Regions from separate parts of the Ovis aries genome. Here regions 2 and 3 are each linked to region 1. Evidence: chromatin contacts called from public Hi-C data. All regions are on one chromosome and are shown on one strand. The core of a region is the stretch at or near the end of the contact, and the rest is flanking DNA. Distances in the headings are between cores, read along the strand shown. Region 1 holds the start of VEGFA (vascular endothelial growth factor A). Region 2 overlaps LOC114109532 (a long non-coding RNA gene). Region 3 overlaps RSPH9 (radial spoke head component 9).

The links. Hi-C and Micro-C count contacts between places; a contact is called where the count stands out from the background.
Region 2: a contact with region 1 is called in a Hi-C map of liver, with 3 times the contacts expected there. The contact joins the enhancer-like site here to the promoter of VEGFA in region 1. A contact is called at or near these places in 2 of 16 Hi-C or Micro-C datasets (liver and tail adipose tissue).
Region 3: a Hi-C map of hypothalamus shows a contact between it and region 1, with 4 times the contacts expected there. The contact joins the enhancer-like site here to the promoter of VEGFA in region 1. A contact is called at or near these places in 8 of 16 Hi-C or Micro-C datasets (blood, hypothalamus, liver and 4 more).

The regions. Positions count from the first base shown.
Region 1 is chr20:17,278,695-17,281,809 of ARS-UI_Ramb_v3.0, reverse strand. It overlaps VEGFA (vascular endothelial growth factor A), which reads right to left and starts at 1,412. Exons shown (of 6, transcript NM_001025110.1): 1 at 1,347-1,412. The coding sequence starts at 1,412. LOC121817412 (a long non-coding RNA gene) reads right to left here. Exons shown (of 2, transcript XR_006057304.2): 2 at 2,258-2,792.
Region 2 is chr20:17,363,896-17,366,892 of ARS-UI_Ramb_v3.0, reverse strand. All of the region lies in intron 2 of LOC114109532 (a long non-coding RNA gene), which reads right to left. Among named protein-coding and RNA genes, the nearest start is that of VEGFA, 85 kb to the right of the region's middle. Within about 2 kb of position 1,357, at least 3 of the 54 cell types and tissues checked have an H3K27ac peak or open chromatin away from gene starts, as enhancers often do. A contact at or near this core is called in liver, where this site is marked.
Region 3 is chr20:17,167,478-17,170,592 of ARS-UI_Ramb_v3.0, reverse strand. The region is part of intron 4 of RSPH9 (radial spoke head component 9); the gene reads right to left. Among named protein-coding and RNA genes, the nearest start is that of RSPH9, 10 kb to the right of the region's middle. Within about 2 kb of position 1,637, at least 18 of the 54 cell types and tissues checked have an H3K27ac peak or open chromatin away from gene starts, as enhancers often do. A contact at or near this core is called in hypothalamus, where this site is marked.

The DNA of each region.
Region 1 (3,115 bases), core at 163-2,662:
GCAGAAAAGGACCCCTCAGGTGGTTTGGGAAAGCAAGCTGGGTGGGCAAGTTTAGAGTTCCCAAAAACCACCTGCTCCTACTCCAACGCCCATTTCACCAGAACAAAGTGTGTTTGCAAGGCTGGCAGGAGCTCCCTCCAAAGGTTCGGGGAGGGCTAGTCCCACACTGCCCATGTCACAGCAAATTTCAAATCATTTTCCCAAAAAGTGCAAAGTGGAATAAGGACACCCTTTAAACCCTCCCTGCGGTCGCCCCCCAAAAAGCTAAAGCACAGCTCACTCGGAAGTATGGGGGAGGGGAGGGAAGCAGACTGTCACCGAGTCGGGACTTTCGGTAGAGTCTCGACAAAGCCCCGGGCTGGGCCGGGTAGCCCGACTCCTGACAGTGATCTTTCTTTCCTCGGAGTCTGGGGCTGAAGAGAGGTTATGTGGGTCTTCTCAGCAAAAGGGAGTTAAAAATAAAGGGGTGGCGGGGGCTTCTATTCGAGCAGGGGAGGAAACTGGGAAGGGGCGTGAGGAAATGCCTCCTAGGAGGGGTTTAAGGGCTGGGGACAGCGGGAAGGCACAGGGGTGGTTCTCCGGGTCCTCGGCGTGGGGCTACCTCGAGAGGTCACCTTCCCGCGGAGGGCCGGCGGGGGGAGGGGCGCGGCTCGCCGCCCCGGGTTCCCCGCTCGGGCCGCGGCGGCTCCGGGAACACGCGGCCGGCCAGGCCCGGGCTGATGTAATCGGCTCCGCGCCGCGCGCGCCCGGCCGGGCGGGGGAGGGCGGGCACCGAGCGGGACGCGAGCTGGGACGGGGGGGTTGGTGCGGCGCAGGTGGCCCGGCGGAGAGGGGGTCCCAAGCAGCAATCCACCCCAAAACTTTTCCCCAACTCGCGGCGAGGGCCGCAGAGATCAAGCGGCAGTGACAGCAAGCCGCATCTCTCGCCTGCCCCCTGCCCCCTCCACGCTCTCTGCCCTCCCCGGGTCCAAGGTCCGAGCACCCCCACCCCTGCCCGCCAGGGCTCCAGCTCCCGCCCCAGCTGCCCAGACTTCCAGTTCGTCGGGAACCAGCGGCCGGGAGCAAACTTCAGCCGCCGGCGGCAGCGCAAGCCCAGCCCCCTCAGCCGCCTCCTCCGGCTCCCGCCCTCCGCTGGTCGGCCCAGATCGTACGTGCGGTGACTCCGGTGGGTGGGCAGGGCCCGCGTGGGCGGTGAGACTCTATCCCGGTGCCCTCCCACCTAGCGCGCGCCCCCTCCCCCTACACCTACGAAGATAGAGGGGAAGCCGCGAGCCCGGTGCCCAAGGACCCGCGTGGGGCACGGAGTCCCCCACGCGCGCGCTCTCACGCACGTCCCCAGCCCTTACCTTGGCATGGTGAAGGTAGAGCAGCAAGGCAAGGCTCCAATGCACCCAAGAGAGCAAAAAGTTCATGGTTTCGGAGGCCCGGCCGGGGCCGGCGCGGCTCGCGCTCCCTCTCCGGCTCGGGCTGCGGGGCGGCCCGCTCTCCTCGGCGCCCAGGCGGGCTCCTCTTCCTCCCGGAGCCGAGGCCCGGGCCAGGGCCTGGGGCGCGCGCGCGGCTGGAGCACTGTCTGTGCACACAGCCGCCTCACCCGTCCATGAGCCCGGCTTCCGAGAGCCGAGTCGCCACCGCGGCCCCTTCTCCTCTTCCTTCTCTTCTTCCTCCTCCCCCTCCTCCGACTGCGGCTCCTCCCGGCCCGAGCGAGCACTTCTCCCGGTGCCGCTCGGCTCGGCTGCCCCGGCACGGACCACGGCTCCTCCGGAACGAGAACAGCCCAGAAGTTGGACGAAAAGTTTCAGGGCAACGTCGCGAGCCCCGACCCCCTCCACCCCGCCTCCGGGCGCGGGCTCCGGCTCCTGCCCGCGGCTCGCCGCCGCGTCCACCGTCGGCCGCCGGCCGGGGAGGAGGTGGGCGCTGGGGCAGGGGGCGGTGTCTGTCTGTCTGTCCGTCAGCGCTGCTGGTCCGACGCGGGATCCCGAGGGGGAGGGCTCACGCTGCGCTCTGGCGGTCACCCCCAAAAAACAGGTCACTCACTTTGCCCCTGTCCCTCTCGTGTCTCGCTCGTCAGCGCGCGCTCTCTGACCCGGTCTCTCTCTCTTCCTTCACTTCTCTTTGGAGCTCTTGCTACCCTCTTTCTTCTCTGCCCGTTTCCAGAATCCGAAGTGATTTTGGGGGGGAGTAAAAGAGCAATCTCCCCAAACGGTCGGCCCGATTTAGTGGGGAATGGGAAGCAAAAATAAATTAAAACGGAAAAGAATACGGTTAAAAAAAAATGTTTCAGAAAAAAAGGAGGAGGGTAAACCCTGGATAAATGAATATCAAATTCCAGTGCGGAGACCCCTGGCCGGTGACCCCGCCGGTCCGTCCGCCTCTTCGATGCGTCTCCCGACCGAGCGCCGCTGCCGCCGGCTCCACTCGCCCCCCAACGCCGCAGCCTCGTCGCAGCCCGGCTGCCCCAAGCCTCTGCGCTCCTCACCGCTACGAGCAGACTAAAAAGAAGGCAGGCCCCGCCCCCTGGGCGTGTCGGGGCGGGGCCAGACCCAGCCTCAGCTCCTGGGTCCGTCCCCTCTGTGCCTCTGGCTACTACCTTCCCTGGGGACACCGACCGAAGCCCGGGCCCCCACCCACCCCAGCAAAGGGAGTGCTCGATCCCCACCAAGGCGCACAGCCTGAACATTACCTATCGGCCCCCTCTGCCGGGAGACACACACGCCCGCGCGGTATTTGCGGGGCGGGTACAGGAAAGTGAGGTTATGTGCGGTCAGGGCTCCAGAGCTATTCCCTTCTCTATGCTGGGAATATTGGAGGGGGCAGGGGTTTGAGGGAGTCGGACAGGGACGGGTGGAAAGAGAGACACACAGATTCGTTGGAATCCTGGGGTGACCCCTGCCTTCTCCACCCCCCGCCAAACACTCTCAACTACCCGCCCCCCCCCCAACACACATAGTCACAGGCGTCCTCACTCACGCAGACGCTGCATCCCAAGTTCACCCAGCTTCCCTGTGGTGGCTGAGCGCCCCCTAGTGACTATCGGATGCACACCCCATCTCAAGTTCAAGAGGCCTCAAGAAGAGGGTTGAGGGAGATTACCCCTGACACATCCCCCTCCACCCCC
Region 2 (2,997 bases), core at 108-2,607, 85 kb before region 1:
CCCACCTTTTGCAGTTGAGTGGCTCATGACATCAGTTCTCATGACAGCCTGCCTTCCCAGAGCTCTCTGTTAAGAAGCAGGGGCCCCACAAGCACAGGAAAGATACATTGTTGTTTAGTTGCTAAGTCAAGCCCAACTCTTTTGTGACCCCATGGACTGTAGCCCTCCAGGCTCCTTGGCCCCCTGGGATACATTAGGTGCTGCTGTTAATGGACCATGTCAAGTCAGCAGACCTAACCAGTTCACTCCCTTCTAGCTGAAACCATCCATGGCTCCCCAGCATCCACAGGGTAAGGCTCTAGCTCCCCACACTCGCCTGTGAGCTCACCCCTGCAGGCCTCTCCAGACTCAGCCCCATCTCCTCTCTGCTTCAAACCTCATGCTCTGGCGTCTAGAAAGTGACTTCTAAACCAGTTCTGGCCGTGCTGCTTCCAGCCTCCAGACTCACATTCAGAGTACTCTCTCTGCCTAAATATCCCCCAGTCCACTCCTCCTTTCTCATCACTGAGTCAATGAACATAAATTTGAGCAAACTTAGGGAAATGGTGATCGAGAAGCCTGGTGGGCTGCCGTTCCTGGGGTTGCAAAGAGTTGGACACGACTTAGCGGCTGAACAGCAACAAGAGTGTAGTTGCTTTTACAGTGTTGTATCAGTTTCTGCTGAACAGCAGAGTGAATCCCCTGTATGTTTACATATATCCCCTCCTTCCCTTCTCATAATTTTAGATTCAGATAAACCATTACCTCCTTCATGGAGACTTCCTTGCCTTCCACATGCCCCCCAAGAGTGAGTCAGGTACCCCTCCTATGCCTCCTTAATCCTCTGGCATGAGGTAGTATTATACCACCCTAGACAGAAATGATTCACCCCTGTGCCTATCACCTGTCTACCCTGTGAACCAGGCCTCCACCACGGAAACCTAATGGGTGTGCAAGGAATGCCTGCTGAATGCATGAATGAGATGGAGCGATCCTGTGGGAAGGGGCGCTCCAGAGGTATGGGGGTGTCCAGAGGCCTGGAAAAGTCCCCAGCCAGCCTGAAACCCTATGCCTCCCTGCGAACACTGGCCTGAAATCAACAAGGTGAAATATAACTGGGATAAAAGGAAAAGCTTCCTGGCGGTATCTAAGAAGGCTGAGACCAGGCGGCCTGCAGCCCAGGCAGGGGAATGGAACGTCACCTCCTGCCCTCCCCACAGGAGGGTCTGCTATCCTAGGACATCCCAGGGAGGGCATGGCCTCCAGAAGCTCCTGGAACTCAGTCTAGCCCTCTCGCCCTGCTGGAGAAGCATAACACCTCCAGCTCCTGCCCCACAGGCAGGCCCGGAAGTCCATTCACCCTCAGATTGAAGAATAGAAGCCTTAAATAAAGAAAGGTTATATAAGCTTCTAGAAGCAAGCCAATGGCAGTGAGCCGGGGAATGGGGAGCGGGGAGGCAAACCATCCGGGCTTCCTGCCTTCAGCAAGGTCCTCAAAATGACTGAACACTTCACGCCAGATTCTTGACCAGGGAGCAGCTGGGGGAGAGAGAAATGCGCCGTATGCTAAAGCATAATCAATATTGTGACTTAATATTGGGAAAATAAACACACACACCCCTTGTTGTTTTGGTATGCCAACTGCAGACTAGGTTCCTGGCGGGTGGAACAAGGCAGGGGAGAGTGGGGCAGAGCACAGGGCCACAGTTTAAACAAAGTTGACCTGCGCTGCCTGAGTCGTGCTTTTCAGAATGATTGTTTATAGAAATTGGTAAGTTATTAATAATAATGGCTGTCATGCATTGTTCCTTCCCCAGCACTGTACCAAGACGGCATTTTTATGTGCATTCTTTTACTTTGCTTCATTTAATACAGTAATTATACTTTGCTTTACACTTCTTTGCTCAAAGCTAACCTCCAGTGTGTTTGCCGGAATTCTCCTACCTTGCCAAGCACATGAAAATGCTTTGGGAAGGTTACACAGCTAAGTTTTTATACAATTCTTGCAATAAGAACATACATTTTTAGCTTACTGGTGGTCAGAAATGAGAGAAACTCCCTAACTTTCTTGCAAGGTTTTCTCTGAAAATGGTCACACACCCTTTTATCCCAGAAATCCTTGGCACCCACTCTGTGCAGTGAACTCACCAGAAGGCGTTATGGTATTTTCCACAATCCCTTTTTTTTTTTTTTAACCCCATGAGCCTTTTGAGGACAGGTCTCAAAAGTATGGTCTTAAAACTACTACATTATGCCATTCTAACTGAAAGAATTCATGTTGCTGCCTTTTCCTTCTTATGCTGGAAGATGGTTGTTAGTATTCTGACCCTCTATTAAAAGTTTTATTAAAGCTCTGAAAAAATAAGTAAAAATAAGACTACCGCAGCAGCAATAAAAAAAAAAAAACAAAAAAAAAAAACTTCCCTGGTGGTCCAGTGGTTAAGAAACCGCCTGCCAATTCAGGGGACACAGGTTCAATCCCTGGTCTGGGAGAATCCCACATGCCACAGGGCAACTGAGCCCATGGGTCACCCCTACCGAGCCCACATGCCCAAGAGCCCGTGTTCCGCAACAAGAGGGGCCACTGCAGTGAGAAGCCCTCAGACCACAACTAGACAGTAGCCCCCACCTGCCACAACTAGAGAAAAGCTTCGCACAGCAATGAAGACCCAGTGCAACCAAAAATAAAATAAATCAATTAAAAAAATCTCATCACAGCAGAATCGCCCAGGGCCTTTATTGGAAGTGCAGATTCCTGGGCAGCTCCCAGTACCTTCCTTCTCCAGAGCCCCTGGGGTGGGGCCCAGGAACCAGCCTTTTTCACAAGCTTCCTGGTTGTTCCTCTGTGCACTCAAGTTTGAGAACCTCTGGTCTAAAGTATGGTAGGTATTCAGGAAATGTTTGCAGAATGAGCTACTGGTGACTGCGTTTCAAGAGGTACAGTGTAAACAGAAGCGCTATCCGTGGAGTTACGCAGTATTCTTCCTGGCTGGCCATGCGTTGGACAGTATTGCCTCT
Region 3 (3,115 bases), core at 388-2,887, 110 kb after region 1:
TCCCCCAGCTCCTGCAGCTTGCCTCTCTGGATCCCTGAGATCTTCTACCTCATAAACCTGCCTGTAGGTTCTGGAGCCATAGCCTGTTGCTCTGCTAGTCATTCATTCCAGAAAACAGATGGCCTAGGGGTAACAGGAGACGGGGTGTGACAGACCAGAGTGTTCCCTGTGCACCAGTACACCAGTACACCGTATGCAGCTTCAGGCCAGAACACACCCCCGGAAGGTAACCCCGGTCAGCTCCCCATGCCAGTCCCCGCAGCAGCATCTGGGGAGTCCCTCTGCTCCAGGAGTCCACAGCTACAGCCCCCTGGAACTGAAAAAGGTCAGGCTCTGACCACCGGAGAAGGCAGCTTACAGCCCCACTGGCCCCGACCCTGGGCCAAATGCTGCCCTGGAGAAAGAACTGGAGTCCCCCAGCCAGACACACTCAGCAGTTCTCTGTCTCCAGTGCTGTGGCATACCCTGAGCAAGGGCGGTCCTGGCTTCCCCAGTACCAACCTGCCCACCTAGGGCTTGGCCACCTCTTGCTTCTAGTGGGTGGGGGAGGGGCCAGGCTCATCAGGGGCTCCCTCTACACTGGCCAAGCAAGAGCAAGGAGAAACAGGGTTCCCCCACCAGGGTTAGGGATCTGTGCCATGCAGGCCCAGGGTGCTGGCAGAGTACAGAAGTGGTATGTACAGGGCTGGCCAGCCAATGACACTACTTCCTCCCTCCCCTTGCATTCCTGTCACACTTCTGTCCTTTCCTTGTCCCTGGCTCAGCTTGTCGCCCAGGAAACACATACTCTCAACGTGCCAGGAGTCACGTAGCATCTACCTGGGAAGCCAGGCTCTTGCTTTCACCTTCACCCACTTTTATTGCTGCAGCTGCTGGCAAGGCTGGGCCCAGCCAGCCACCACTGGGACTCTAGGGGAAGCAGCCTCCTGCAGCCCATGCTGCTCCCAAGTCTCCCCAGACCTCACCCTCCAGCCCCCTGGCAGCCACTCTTCTCCACAAGCTCTCTTTTCTGAGGATGTGGTGGGATACAAGCTGGTAAATGAGGAATGGGGCCTCCTGCATGAGCAGAAGTCCTCCTGGGCCTTGGGGGTCTCACTCACCTTGCCAGTGTGGGAAGCTCAGGCTGGGAGATGCTCATCATAGTTACATTCCCCTGCCCTCCAGGAAGAAAGGCAGCCAAGTTCTGAGATTAAGTTGGAGGAGGAGAGTGGACCAGGCTGGAGTTCAGGGCTGTCCAGGGGCAGCAAATGGCTTAAATCCACTCAGACCAGCACCGCACAACTTGTCTCACACACACAAAAATGGCCACAGGCCCCTTTTCAGAGCAACCACTCCCCGACACCAGGGCCACAGCACATGGGAGGGGGTGGGGGCGGGGACACGCCGAAGAGTTCCCAGTCTTATTGATAGGCAAAGCCAAGCCCCTTGGTGCAGAAGGCCGAGCACCTGTCACCTGAACCTCCACTAGACTGGAAGGGAGGTGCCACCTGCATACCCCCTTGAGAGAGGGCTGATCCCGGACCCTGCGTTGCCCACCCTCTCCAGTGCTGTCTCCCCTGTCCCCCACCTCTTCCCAGCCATCACTTACTAAAAGCTGCTTTCCAGGCAGGCAGGCCCCTTGCTGCCCTCTGCTGCCTGCTCTGGGCACTGTGCTGGAACCCTGGCTGCTTCGTAGCCGGCAGTCCCTGAGATCTCTGCTCCAGCCCAGAGAGAGGCGCTCTGCCCTCCACCTGCGTGCTCTGCTTCCTAGGACACCTATGCGGCACCTGCTGTTTACATTGCCACTTCCCATCCTGTTTCATTTGATCTTCCCAAACGTCTGTGAGGCACGGATGGTGCCTTGTTCTCAGCAGCATCTCTGGTCCCTGGGACATACTAGCTGCTCAGTGACTATTTGCTGACAGCATAGAAGGTTAAGGAGCGTTGAACAGCAGAGTACTGCCCAGAAATCCGGCATCCTGACAGGGCTCCGTGTCTCACCTAGCAGCAGCCCAAGCTCAGTGAACTCCTGGCTGTTGCCCTGTGTCTGCCAGAAGGATGCTTCTGATGCCAAACCCTACTCCCACAGAACTCCACAGACCCCACGGCACAGTGGGACAGCTCGGAAGGCCACAGGTGGCTCCAGGCAACATTCTTACATCCTCTCTCCAGCCGAGGGTGGTCCAGGGACCAGCTGCTGAGCACCTGGCCAATCCACGTGGCCACAGAGAGCAGGAGTCCCATGGACTGCCTGACCCATTCCTGCTCACAGGTGACACAGGGTTCCCCTCAACAGTTGCCTCAGACCCAGAAAGGAAGCTGATCCTACCTGGGCAGATCCCATACTTCCCGCCAGTCCTGGTGCCCCAGGGAACTCTCTGTTGGGACTTTGCTTCGCTTAGTGACCCAGCCATTCTGGCTACTGTCTGCTTGGTGGGGGCAGCCTCCCAGCAGCTCCTTCTGCTCTTCCAGGGGCAGATACTGCAGGGAGTCTGGGAGCAGGGTCAGAGGGGCTGCTCTCCCCCAGCCAGCCACATTTCCTCCGCCATACTGCAGGCCCCACCAAACCATCCTGAGTAAAACTCGGCCAGACTTCCTGCAGGCTTTCTGGTGGTGGCTCTGGGAGAAGGGGAGCTGGAGGCCCAGAACTGTGGAGTTTCCCAAAGTCAGGCCAGGAGCATATCTCCCCTCCAGCCCTCCGACACAGGAGACTCTGGGAGTGCTTCACTCCTAAGGCTCCAGCACTAAGGACAAGGCGCTGTTGGGGCATCAAATCATCAGTTGATCTCTCAGCCCTGAGACCCACTGTTAGTGCAAGAAGTCTAGGTTCCAGGGGGGTGGGGAGGAGGCCCGCTTGTGTCACCCAGCGCTCTGAAGGGAGAGCCTCATCCACTGGCCCTGGGCTCCTTTCTGCCGCAGCTGAGAAGTCCTCACTGGGCAGAGCTTTCCAGCCATACTCCAAATCGGGGAGGGGCTGCTGCCCCCAGATTAGGGGTGCTAAGAGGACTTTTCTCAGTCGGCCACGCAGGCCCTGGCACTGGGTCCCACCACCAGTGTTCCTAACTCCCTTTACCAACCAGGGATGTGCAGTCCCCACGAGCCCCTAGTCAAGTGGGGAGCACAGAGTTGGAGGAGG